2 separate regions of the Siniperca chuatsi genome follow, and region 1 is linked to region 2. A link is a contact called in public Hi-C data. All regions are on one chromosome and are shown on one strand. The core of a region is the stretch at or near the end of the contact, and the rest is flanking DNA. Distances in the headings are between cores, read along the strand shown.

Region 1 (5,564 bases), core at 371-2,870, 160 kb after region 2:
GACCTAATTAGTACATGGGGAGATACTTCAATTCAAGCTAAACTGGAAGGATCCTACCGTAACCGCTCCGTTTTTGAAGCACATGCTCATTAATGTTACGGCTTCCATTACACAAACATTTTGAAATAAAAGCGACAATGCTTACTTCCTCCATAACCTCCCGAACTTTAGTGCAACAGCGTGCTGCGTCTGATGTCATTGTTATTGTTCTTTTGCGCATGCGGGTTAGTTTGAAACCTCAAACAGTTCACACTGGAATCAGATACAGGCCACATTTTAAAAGGTAATGTGAACAGCCAAACAAAAAATCTGATCTGAGCAAAAAATCAGAAGTGAGCATTAAGACTTGCGGTGTGAACGGGGCCTTATTTGTCTGTGACCCCATAAAGTGATGGTCTGCAGAGAGCCGTGAGACAGGAGTGGGTGGTGCAGATATGCTCCCTCGAACAGACCGTTTTAACAAGTCCTGCAGCGGCTGAGCTAGCTAGCATGCTAACTGGTAGCATGCAAGTGTGGCTTGGTGAGCTACTTTGGCATGCTAATGGTTAAACTGCCAGCCACAGCAGCGTGTGCAAGAGACCCGCAAGCAAACAAACCTAAACCGGACTGTAATGAAAGTACTAAAAATGAAAGCAGCAGTTTAAGTGGATGTTGTTCTGTCTTATAATTCAGGCTGTATAAATCAGGAGTCGCCAAAAGACAGCGGAGGTGTTTTAATTTGAAAAAGCATTTCTTCTTTGGGTGGGTGGAGAACAATGAAATTCAGTTCTCTTTTCAAATCTAAAGATGTTCGGCTTCAGTTCTAAATAAATATCTCGCTATAAAAGGCCGTGTGTGTTATTTATTCCACGTCAAACGGCTAAGCTAAGCCCTGGTGGGAGTAAGTTGAAGAGTGAAAGCGTAGCAGCAAGTTAGCGGTTGAAAAGATGCTGAAACAGCGTCTAGGCTGGGAGCAGACTGAACTCTCACTTTTCAACCTGAATCTAAACTAAACGTCTAAGCGTTTGAACAGATGATTAAAAAAAAAGCAAGTTCAAGTATAAATTCAAGCAATTTATATCTGTAATAAACTAGTATGGGAGGATCTATCTTTGTGTGAGCAGTGAAGCGGAAGCAGACTCACGTCAAGTTTTCTTCAGTGTCAGCTCATCGACCGCTGCCGCTGACCGTTGTCATGGCAACAGGCCGCGATCATCCCGCCTTCCGGGATCAGTTTTTAGCTAAGCTAAGCTAAATGCTAAAACTGCTCAAGTGAAGAGTCAAACGCACCCTCCTGCCGCTCCGGAGCGGCCTCATTTTCACAAGTTGACCGTTAACTTGCTCCGAAGCTGCGAGTCCAAATCCAGCGAGCCTCAGAGGAGGCTGAACTGTGTTTGACCTGACGCCATTTTGAGAGGGCTTCTTCCCTCACCGTCAGCACGTTCCCGCCGCTCTCCGTCTCTACCTGGGCGTCAGGAACACCGGGAAACAGCGGCGGCCAGTAACCGAGAGGCTGCAGTGTTGAACGCTGCCTGTTCTGTGGCATTGTTCCCGCTCTCTCTCTCTTGACTGCGTGGCACCGCCGCCATGGCCGTTACAGCCTCGCCGTTACGCTGATTACGTGAGCGTTAACGTGACGTCACACTGGATTGGTGATTACGTTTGTGTATAATAATAATAATAATAATAATAATGGCCACTTGGCTAAATGTTTATTTCACATTTATCGGTTAAACAATAGGCCGCAGCCCTGTAAATATCTCCGTTTATTCACGAGAGCACTGCGTCACCTTCCTGCTCAGTTGTGATTGGCAGTTGCTTATTGTTCGGGCTGTGTGATTGGCTGTTTGTCTGGGGGGGGGCGAATCCAGCGGTCAAAGTGCTTTGATGTCTCCAGCGGTGGCGGTGGACACCATTTTAGGCCTCGCAGGAGTCCGGCCTAACCCTGCCGACCCCCCCCCCCCTGCACCGCGCCCACCTGTCTGGTAAAAATTCAATTCAATTCACTTTTATTTATCCTCATAAGCTGCGACTCGTAACAGAAGTTACCTCACTGCACTTTTCCTACAGAGCCGGTCCAGACCGAACCCTTTATAATGTTATTTACAGAGACCCAACACATCAAACCACGAGCATGCGCTTGGCGACAGCGGCAAGTGCGCGCTTTATACTCAAAGAGAAACTTTATTACAGTATAATTACAACAGTTTGAATGTGTCGTGCTGTGTATTTCGGTAGATGGTTGCAGAGATAACTAAGGTTGAAAAGTTGCCGTCTTTTTATTTATTTTAAAATGTGTCCTTTTTATCTAATGAGCTCGTTGGTGTGTGGGTTGTGTGCCGAATTCCCCAGCCTAAACCCCCGATTTAAAACAACCCTAATTCACGTTTGTCGAGGTGACAAAAGCAAGACGATTCTAAATTTGTCCGATCTTATCAATGGGATTTGGTTTTGGCGATTTCTCCGCATACAACATAATGGCGTGTTCCGTGGCTGAATTATTCCTAAAAATACAACATTTACACATCCTGTTCACAGTCGGCTCTTTAATCCTTCTCAGCAAAGCGTAGTGTCAGCTGTCTGTCCTTAACTTCTTGAAGCAAAAACAATCCACTGCACACAGTTTGGACAAGACAGCTGTCTGTAGACCGGACTGATTGGGAGACCGTATGGAAAAAATATTCTCTGTGCATCAAGAAATCCAAACCATCAATTAATTAATTTCAAATTCTGTCACAGATTGTACTGGACACCAAAGAAACGCTTCCTCATTAAATGATCTGCAAACCCCCGCTGTAGTTTCTGTCCCTGCCAACAAGAGGGAACATGCATGCGTATGCTCTGGGAATGTGAGAAGGTTTATGAGTTTTGGGGGGAAAGATCTCATCAATAATGTCTGATATGATGATGAAAAGAGATACCAGTGCAACCAGTTGTGCTCCTTCTAATCTAATTCTGTGACATGACTGGACTCTCAAACCTCTGACGATCTTTGTGTTAATTTACGTATTCTAAGTTTCTCATACTGCAGACTGTATCTGTTTCGTTTTATTATTTTTATTTTATTTTATTACGCAGGTGTATATGTGAATGTTATTTTGCTTCTATTGCAATTTTATGTCAAGGATCGATGGCTTGGGGACCGCTGGGGTGGGGGGGTTCAGAGGGTCACCTCCTTGTTTATGTTTTATTCTATGGACAACTTTATACAATAATCAATAAAAAATTGATTAAAAAAATACACCATTTCCAATCCTCGAGGGCAGACAAATGCATATAAGTGAATGCAGCTGTTGTGACTCGTGCTGTGACTCGTGCTGTGACTCGTGCTGTGACTCGTGCTGTGACTCGTGTTGTGTGTGTTTCCCTCCAGGTTCTGCAGACAGACCGCGGCTGCAACAGCGCCCCTCACTCCGTGCACCGGTCGTAGGCTGACACCTGCTGGTGAGTTTGTGGAACTGCACTGACACTTTGAATTAAAAACAAAAGCAGGAAGTAATGAAGCAGGAAGAAACAGCCACAGCTAAAACAGATGTGGACGTAGAGAACAGTTTAAGCACTTGAATAAAAACGAGTCCCGGCCCGTGTTACAGAAACATCTCGACTCTGACACGCTGTGCCGTTTCAGGCACAGCTGGTGGTTTGAATGAGGTGAAAGAGCACTCCCCGTTTGCCCCTGTTTCAGTCCCGATCATGTGGAGGAGTCCAGCAGAGAGACATCCACGTCCTAAGAGCGAGAATCCACCTCCCAAAGCCAGCGTGTGTGTGATCACACCAGCCGCCCTGCGACAAAACAACATGGTGGCGAGCGCACGAAGCTCCGGCTGTATCTGCAGTCCCGGTTCCTGTCCTTCCTGTCGGGGTCGAGCTCTTCAGAAACACGCTGCAGCCCGTGTGTCTCTCTGTCTCGCCCCCACCCCCACCCCGTCTCTCTCTCTGTGTGTGTCCTCGGGGGAGGGTTGCAGCAGCTGTCTGTGGGGGGGCTGCAGGGCCTCTGGGTGGAGGAGGAGCAGTGAGTGAGTCTTTTGTTCCCCGCCCTTCAGCACACCAATCCTGGCCGCCTGACGTAAAGGCTCTTTGCATAGCTTTCCCATAAGACCTGCGAGCTCCTCGGCAGAGCAGACGGACCCGGAGCGGGTCAGACCGGGTCAGATTGGGTCTCGGCGGGTCACAGTAGGTACGGGGCTCACAGCACAGCCCCCGGGCCTCTGCTGCGCTCTGCCTGGATGAAAGCCATTGACAGGAGGTTTGGTCCCTTCCAGCCGGTGTGACAGCCCCCACCATTAGTCAGGCTGGCCCCGGGACAGAGCCCCTTATACAGCAGGCAGGGACAGGGTTCTGTTGTGTTACTCCGGTAGCACATATACTAAAATTGGAACGATACAGAGAAGATTAGCATGGCCCCTGCGCAAGGATGACACGCAAATTCGTGAAGCGTTCCTCATTTTGTCCCCTAACAAACATGGTGTTTAGGGTTGTTATCTGTGAGAAACAGCGCCCCCCCGCGGCCGAGCAGCGCTACTGCAACTCTGTTTAAACCGGGACCTTTACGACTTCACTGGACCCTAAGTACGGATCCACCATGTGTCCGGTCCCTCTGTGGCTACGGAGGTTTTACCCAGACACACTTCAGAATCAGGACCGGGTTTTACTGCAGAGCCGCTTCGGTGTATTTTGGTGCAAAGCAAGAGAAAAGCCGTCTGTGCAGCGTGAAGCATGCGGGAGCTGGGAATCCGAATCCGGCGCTAGAGAACGGAGCGTCGTGTCCCGCCGGACGGGACCGAGGAGCGGGCGGAGAAAGGAAGGAGACTCGCTGACGTGGAAAAGTCCAGACACGAAGCCCGTTAAACGGACGCGGTTCGAGGCCCGGATCCTGTTTCATCCGGCCCGCAGCGGGCAGCGCGTAACAGAGCGGGCCCGGGCCGGTCCGGTACCGCGTCCGGTACCGGCGGCAGGAGACACACACGGCCGCTCAAACGCCTCCGTCTCCGGTTACCTGCGGCCGTTAATTTCTATATCTATGTGTGTGTGTAAATATGTGTGTATGTATGTATATATGTAAATATATCTATCTATATATATCTAGATAGATATATATAATTTCTAATCATTTATTGATATATAAATGAAATGAATCGATGTGTTCCTGCTGTGTTGTGTTTCTGCAGGCTGTCCTGTGACCTGAGGGTCAAGCAAAGCAGCACCTTCAGCGGAGACTCATCCTCCCACAATGCACCACAGAGCGCCACAGGAAGTCATCAGACTCTTTAACTCCTCCCTCTAAGTGTCAGTCTGTTTGACCCGAAGTCACTAAACTGGACATTGATCATTAACATCTCTGCAATACTTGAGATAATTATACAATATCCTGTGTTTTCAGTTTAATTATTGATATTTATTCATACATTCATATTCCTGCTGGGGCGGTCCCCCCCTCGCCCTTGACGCAGCAGCACACAGCTGGAACAGATGTGCATCATCCAGATCAGAGCCGTCGTTTCACCATCCCGTTCTCTGGTTCTGGTTTCTGCACATTTTAAACGTGTGTACGAGCAGTGGACATTTTCAGTCTGGTTGTTTTTGTG
Region 2 (5,362 bases), core at 1,176-3,675:
GTGTACTGAGGACGTAGTAAATAGGAGTAGCGTAGTGTTACCGCCGAGCTCAAGGCTGGCAACAAAAAGGAAGGCCACACACAGATATCAGGCAAAAGTAAGTTGTTTAACTCAAACTAACAAACGTATATTAACTAACTGGTGGGTAAGTAGGAGAGACATCAGTCATGTTCGAGGTGCGTGGATGAGTGAGAATATGGTGTAATGCATGAGGAAGAAAGCGGAGGTGGATGCAGTAGGCCCGGCTGAGAGTGACACTACCAGAACGGCAGTCCTCACTGTGCTGTTTTGGAAGCCCAGCCCCGATGGGCAGGTACAAGCAGGCGACCCTCCCAGCAGCGGCGCGCCGTGCCTTTCCACCAGGTGGGGCTACGGCCCGAGAGGTAGCTCTGTGTATTTTGGCCGTAAGCATGCGTTATTTAATATCAATAATGATAATGATGATGATTCCTTGTTAAATAACATTTAATTGGTTGAGTGTAGACTACAAACACACTGCACCCACAAAAAGAATGAATTTAATGTGAGTGTTTGTAAAGTAAAGCCCCGTCACTGGAATAACATCTAACATAACAACATCTACACCGCGAACAGGCTACATGAATTGTTTACCACTTATGGATGAAATTAATCTCAGAATCAGAAATACTTTATTGATCCCCGTAGGGAAACTCTTTGTTACAGCAGCTCGCCTTTACGTCAGCGCACACAGGAGGAAGTACTAGAAAACAATATGATAAACTATAAACACTATAAAACAGGTCAGAAATAAATTAAGTACCAAGTGGGTTTACCGGTTGATGATGAAAGTACAGTATAATAATGCAATGTAACCAAATTAGTAATAAGTAATAAGCAGAGGTGCATGTACTGTCGAGAGTAATAGAGGTATATAATAACAATAAATAAGAAAAACTAACATGGGAAAACTAAATATTACACGGGAGTATTAAACACAGAATATTGCACAATTATTCAAGTATGGCAGAGATGTTAATGATTAATGTCCAGTTTAGAGACTTCGGGTCACACAGACTGACACTTAGAGGGAGGAGTTAAAGAGTCTGATGGCCACAGGCAGGAAGGACTTCCTGTGGCGCTCTGTGGTGCATTGTGGGGGGATGAGTCTTCCGCTGAAGGCGCTCCTTTGTTTGACCAGCGCCTCATGGAGCGGGTGGGAGACGCTGTCCAAGATGGCGTGTAGTTTACCCAGCATCCTCCTCTCTGACACCACCGCCAGAGAGTCCAGCTCCACCCCCACAATGTCACCGGCCTTACGGGTCAGTTTGTTGAGTCTGTAGGCGTCCGCTGCCCTCAGCCTGCTGCCCCAGCATGCAACAGCATACAGGACAGCACCGGCCACCACAGACTCATAAAACATCCTCAGCATCGTCCGGCAGATGTTAATCTGAGCCCTACTGCGCTGGTGCACTTGGCCTGTCAGGTGTCCTGGTTTGAGACTTATGAAGTCTGGTCACTGACAATCTCTAGCAAAAGCTTTTTATTTCTAAGGACGGCGGAGCTCCTGAGGCTGCCGCCCCCCATGGACGTAAACTTTAGTCATTCATTCTTATTTCTCTGTATTTAATCAATGTTTTCACGCATTTGACATAAAATTAAACACTTCCACACACAAAAAACTGTATCAAAACAACATCAAAGTGCCATCATTCCCGATAGCACGTAGTGTTTTTGTCCATGAAACTGTCTCTATCTTCCCGAGCTGCAAAGATGAAGTTTGCTTCATATATTTAAGTGTGCGTTTGGGTCGAACGTTGTTGGCAACCCGAAGGCGACAGTAGTGTGAGTGAATTGTTTGATAGCGTGCGCGAGAATCAAAAACTTAAACAAATTAAATACCATGTTGAAACTTTTGTAGACACACACACACACACACACACACACGCAGGGCATGAGGCTTATGAATTCAAAGTGTCGTCCTGCAGACTTGCTGCCTGCAGGGAAACGTTGATTATCTGTTGCAAACAGGCTTACACTTATACAAAGAAACAGGGAGATCAGAAAGAACATCACGTACTGAGGACAGTACGTATCGTAACGGCCATGAGAGGAGAAGTAGCAGTTGTGGGGAACGACCTGATAATCATCAGGTTATTATTCCTCGTGCATTAATGTAAAAGCAGGATGTTGCTCATGTCGAACTGGTTTTATTAACCCTGATCTTTCCCTAAACCGAACCAAACTTTAACCAGAGCCGTGTCACAGACAGACGATGGCGTCAGATCAGAAAACACATGGACAAACCACATATTTTATCATTTCATTTGGAGGACTTCTCGGGTTAATCCAAGTATTTTGTTCTGTCCTGTCAAGAGAAATATTCATGAGAGCTGGAATAACGGAGACCCATGTGATGATAGAATATATAACAGCATTTTACTGCACCGAGTACTTTTACTTTCAGTACTTTAAGTACATTTTATACCTACATCCTTTTACTTAAGTAAAGGATCTGAATACTGGTTGAGGTTAGAATGGGGGGTTTTCGGACACCATAAATCCAGTTCCCAGATTTCCGACAGCATTGAAAGCAGCATTAGCTGCTGCAGTGTTGCGGTCAGCAGACAGACAGGCAGGCAGGCAGACAGACAGGCAGGCAGACATCACGGACAAGCCTCACGGTGCAGAACAGCTCGGTGCTCTCGTTTCTTTCATTTGATTGATTAGCGGTAATTATGGCCGGTATGAACACGGAGGAGACCAACGTGGAGCTGAAGGATGCGGAGACCAGAGATGCTGAGCCGAAGGATGCGGCGGATGCTGCTGCGGATGCTGACGCGACGGAGGCCGACGTGAGTGAAGCGGATCTGGACCAGGAGGAGCAGGAGAAGCAGCCGATGACCGGAGGAGGAGGAGGAGGTGGTGGAGGAGACCGGGCTGAGGACGCCTCGTCTGCCGGCGGAGAGGCGGCGGCGGCGGCGGCGGAGAAAAACGGCTCCGTGAAGCTGAAGATCCCCGAGGAGGCGGAGGAGGTGAAATTCACCGGGCTGACCAAGGAAGAGCTGCTGAGGGTGGCCGGGACCCCCGGGTGAGGAGCATCGCACAGGCCCGGATACATACATACATACATACATATATATATATATATATATGTATGTATGTATGTATACACACAGTAATTCTGTAGTTCACAGCCACTTTGCATTCACACAGTATGTATTTCAGTGCAGGCTGACCTGGGATCAGCTGGCTCTGACAGGGTGTGGCTCTCTGCATTTTAAGCAACCCAGTCACCAGAATAATAAAATGTGTGCAATATCTTAAATAATCTCAATAAGCTACACTGAACTCGACAGTACATGCACCTCTGCTTATTACTTATTATTTATAATATTAATACATTGTATTATTATTATACTGTATTACCATCATAAACCCACTTGGTACTTCATTTATTTTCTGACCTGTTTTATAGTGTATAATATTTTTTGCTAGTACTTTCTCCTGTGTGCACTGACGTAAAGACGAGCTGCTGTAACAAAGAGTTTCCCTTCGGGGATCAATAAAGCATTTCTGATTCTGAATAAAATGTGGGATGATGCGAGTTATAGGCTACCTGTGCAGAGATTCAACGTATCCGTGGTCCGCAGAAACGTACACTGCCGGCGTTTTATTCTGGCGGCTGAGCTGTTCAAACAAGATCTGAGGCCAGAGTCAACACCGAGACCATTATCAGCTGACATGTAGACTAATACCAGACATGTGATGTGTAGACGTGTAGGTCTAATGAACCGGTAGCCTCCATCTGTAGGCGGGGCAGAATAAAACTCAACAAACCCCACCCTGGAGACACAGCAACACAGTGTTGCATGTGATGATAATGTGTTTAGATATTTCCACTGGGTCAGATCTGTTCTGCTCTTCCTCCATGTTTCCTCAGCTGGGTGCGGACCCGCTGGGCGCTGCTGGTGGTGTTCTGGCTCGGCTGGTTGGGGATGTTGGGTGGAGCCGTCCTCATCATCCTGCAGGCTCCTCGCTGCAGAGATCTGCCCGCCACCAACTGGTGGAACGACGGCCCGCTGTACCAGATCGGAAACATCCAGGCTTTCACCGACAGCCGCAACCTGAAGGGTGAGAACATCCAGCGTTCGCACGGCATTCTGGGAGATTAGTTCAACATCTGTAAGAGAGACCAACAGCAGTTTAAGGGGGGGGGGTTACTTAACTCACCCTTCTTCAAAATAACTGTTGGTGTAATGTTGCTGACTACGTGTCTGCAATAAAGCAGAAGTAAAACACAGTTTGAACACCATGCTGAATGCTAACTATATAGAGCTGAGGTTAGCTTCTGGTTAGCTTCTCTCAGTGTATTTGGTAGGTGTATGTTTAGCCGTGCTAACAGCGCGGCCGTATGGATGTTAATGTCGGTCTGCTGGACTGTGATGAAACGTGCTTCATCGTTCATGCTCCCCTCAGGATGAACTGTAATAACTCTGCTGATCCTCTGACTTTCCATCTAGCGCCACCATCAGGTCGACACGTTAACGTGTCCGACACTTTGGTTTCTGACCGAATACCTGCAGAGCTGATGCCGTTCCCATCAGCCTCAGCTGTACTCTGCGTTTACTGCTAATCAGCTAATGTTAGCATGCTAACACGCTAAACTAAGATGGTGAAAATTATACCTGCTAAACATCAGGATGTTAGCATTGTCATTGTGAGCTGATATTAGCATTTAGCTCAAAGTACAGCCTCACAGAGCTGTTAGCATGACTGTAGACATAGCCAGGCTAGCTGTTTCCCCCTGCTTACAGTCTTTATGCTAAGCTAGGCTAGCCACGTCCTGACTCCAGCTCTGTATCGAACACAGGCTTGATTCCATCTGAACATCTTCCTCTCTGAAAGAAAGACATAAAGAAACTTTTTTCCAAAATACCTAACTATTCCTTTAAGGACACTGGACAGCTGGAGTTTTCCTGCATTTCGTCTCTGCTCAGTCACAGCTGATGTGTCCTCTTCCTCCTCCTCCTCCTCCTCCTCAGGCCTGGAGCAGAAGATCGGCAGCCTGTTTCAGCTGAAGGTTAAAGGTCTGGTGGTCGGACCGATCCACGTCGCCCCGGCAGACGAAGCCATGAGCCTGAGGTTCGAGGAGATTTCCCCCGAGGCCGGAAACCTGGAGCAGTTTAAAGGCCTCGTCCGGGCCGCTCATAAGAAGGGTGAGGACAAGTATTCATGCAGACGTACATCATGAAACACATCAGGAGTAATTACAGAGTTTCAAACATTCAGGGTTAATTATATACGCGGGTGGATTCTCTCTGATAATGAAGGAATTTTTGATGCTATTTTTCATGATTTACAGGATTATTAATGTAAACAAGCCACATTAAATGACTGGTTA

The links. A called contact is a pair of places that touch in the nucleus more often than the background predicts.
Region 1: a Hi-C map of liver shows a contact between it and region 2, with 2.5 times the contacts expected there. The contact joins the promoter of heatr4 here to the promoter of slc3a2b in region 2. A contact is called at or near these places in 2 of 3 Hi-C or Micro-C datasets (liver and skeletal muscle).

What each region holds. Positions count from the first base shown.
Region 1 is chrLG15:28,667,743-28,673,306 of ASM2008510v1, forward strand. It overlaps heatr4 (HEAT repeat-containing protein 4), which reads right to left and starts at 1,621. Exons shown (of 9, transcript XM_044167059.1): 1 at 1,124-1,621. LOC122861949 (a long non-coding RNA gene) reads left to right here and starts at 3,224. Exons shown (of 2, transcript XR_006374602.1): 1 at 3,224-5,005; 2 at 5,148-5,564. LOC122862525 (a small nuclear RNA gene) reads left to right here and starts at 4,323; the gene lies at 4,323-4,428.
Region 2 is chrLG15:28,503,630-28,508,991 of ASM2008510v1, forward strand. slc3a2b (solute carrier family 3 member 2b) reads left to right here and starts at 2,426. Exons shown (of 8, transcript XM_044167743.1): 1 at 2,426-3,049; 2 at 3,902-4,092; 3 at 5,004-5,177. The coding sequence starts at 2,697.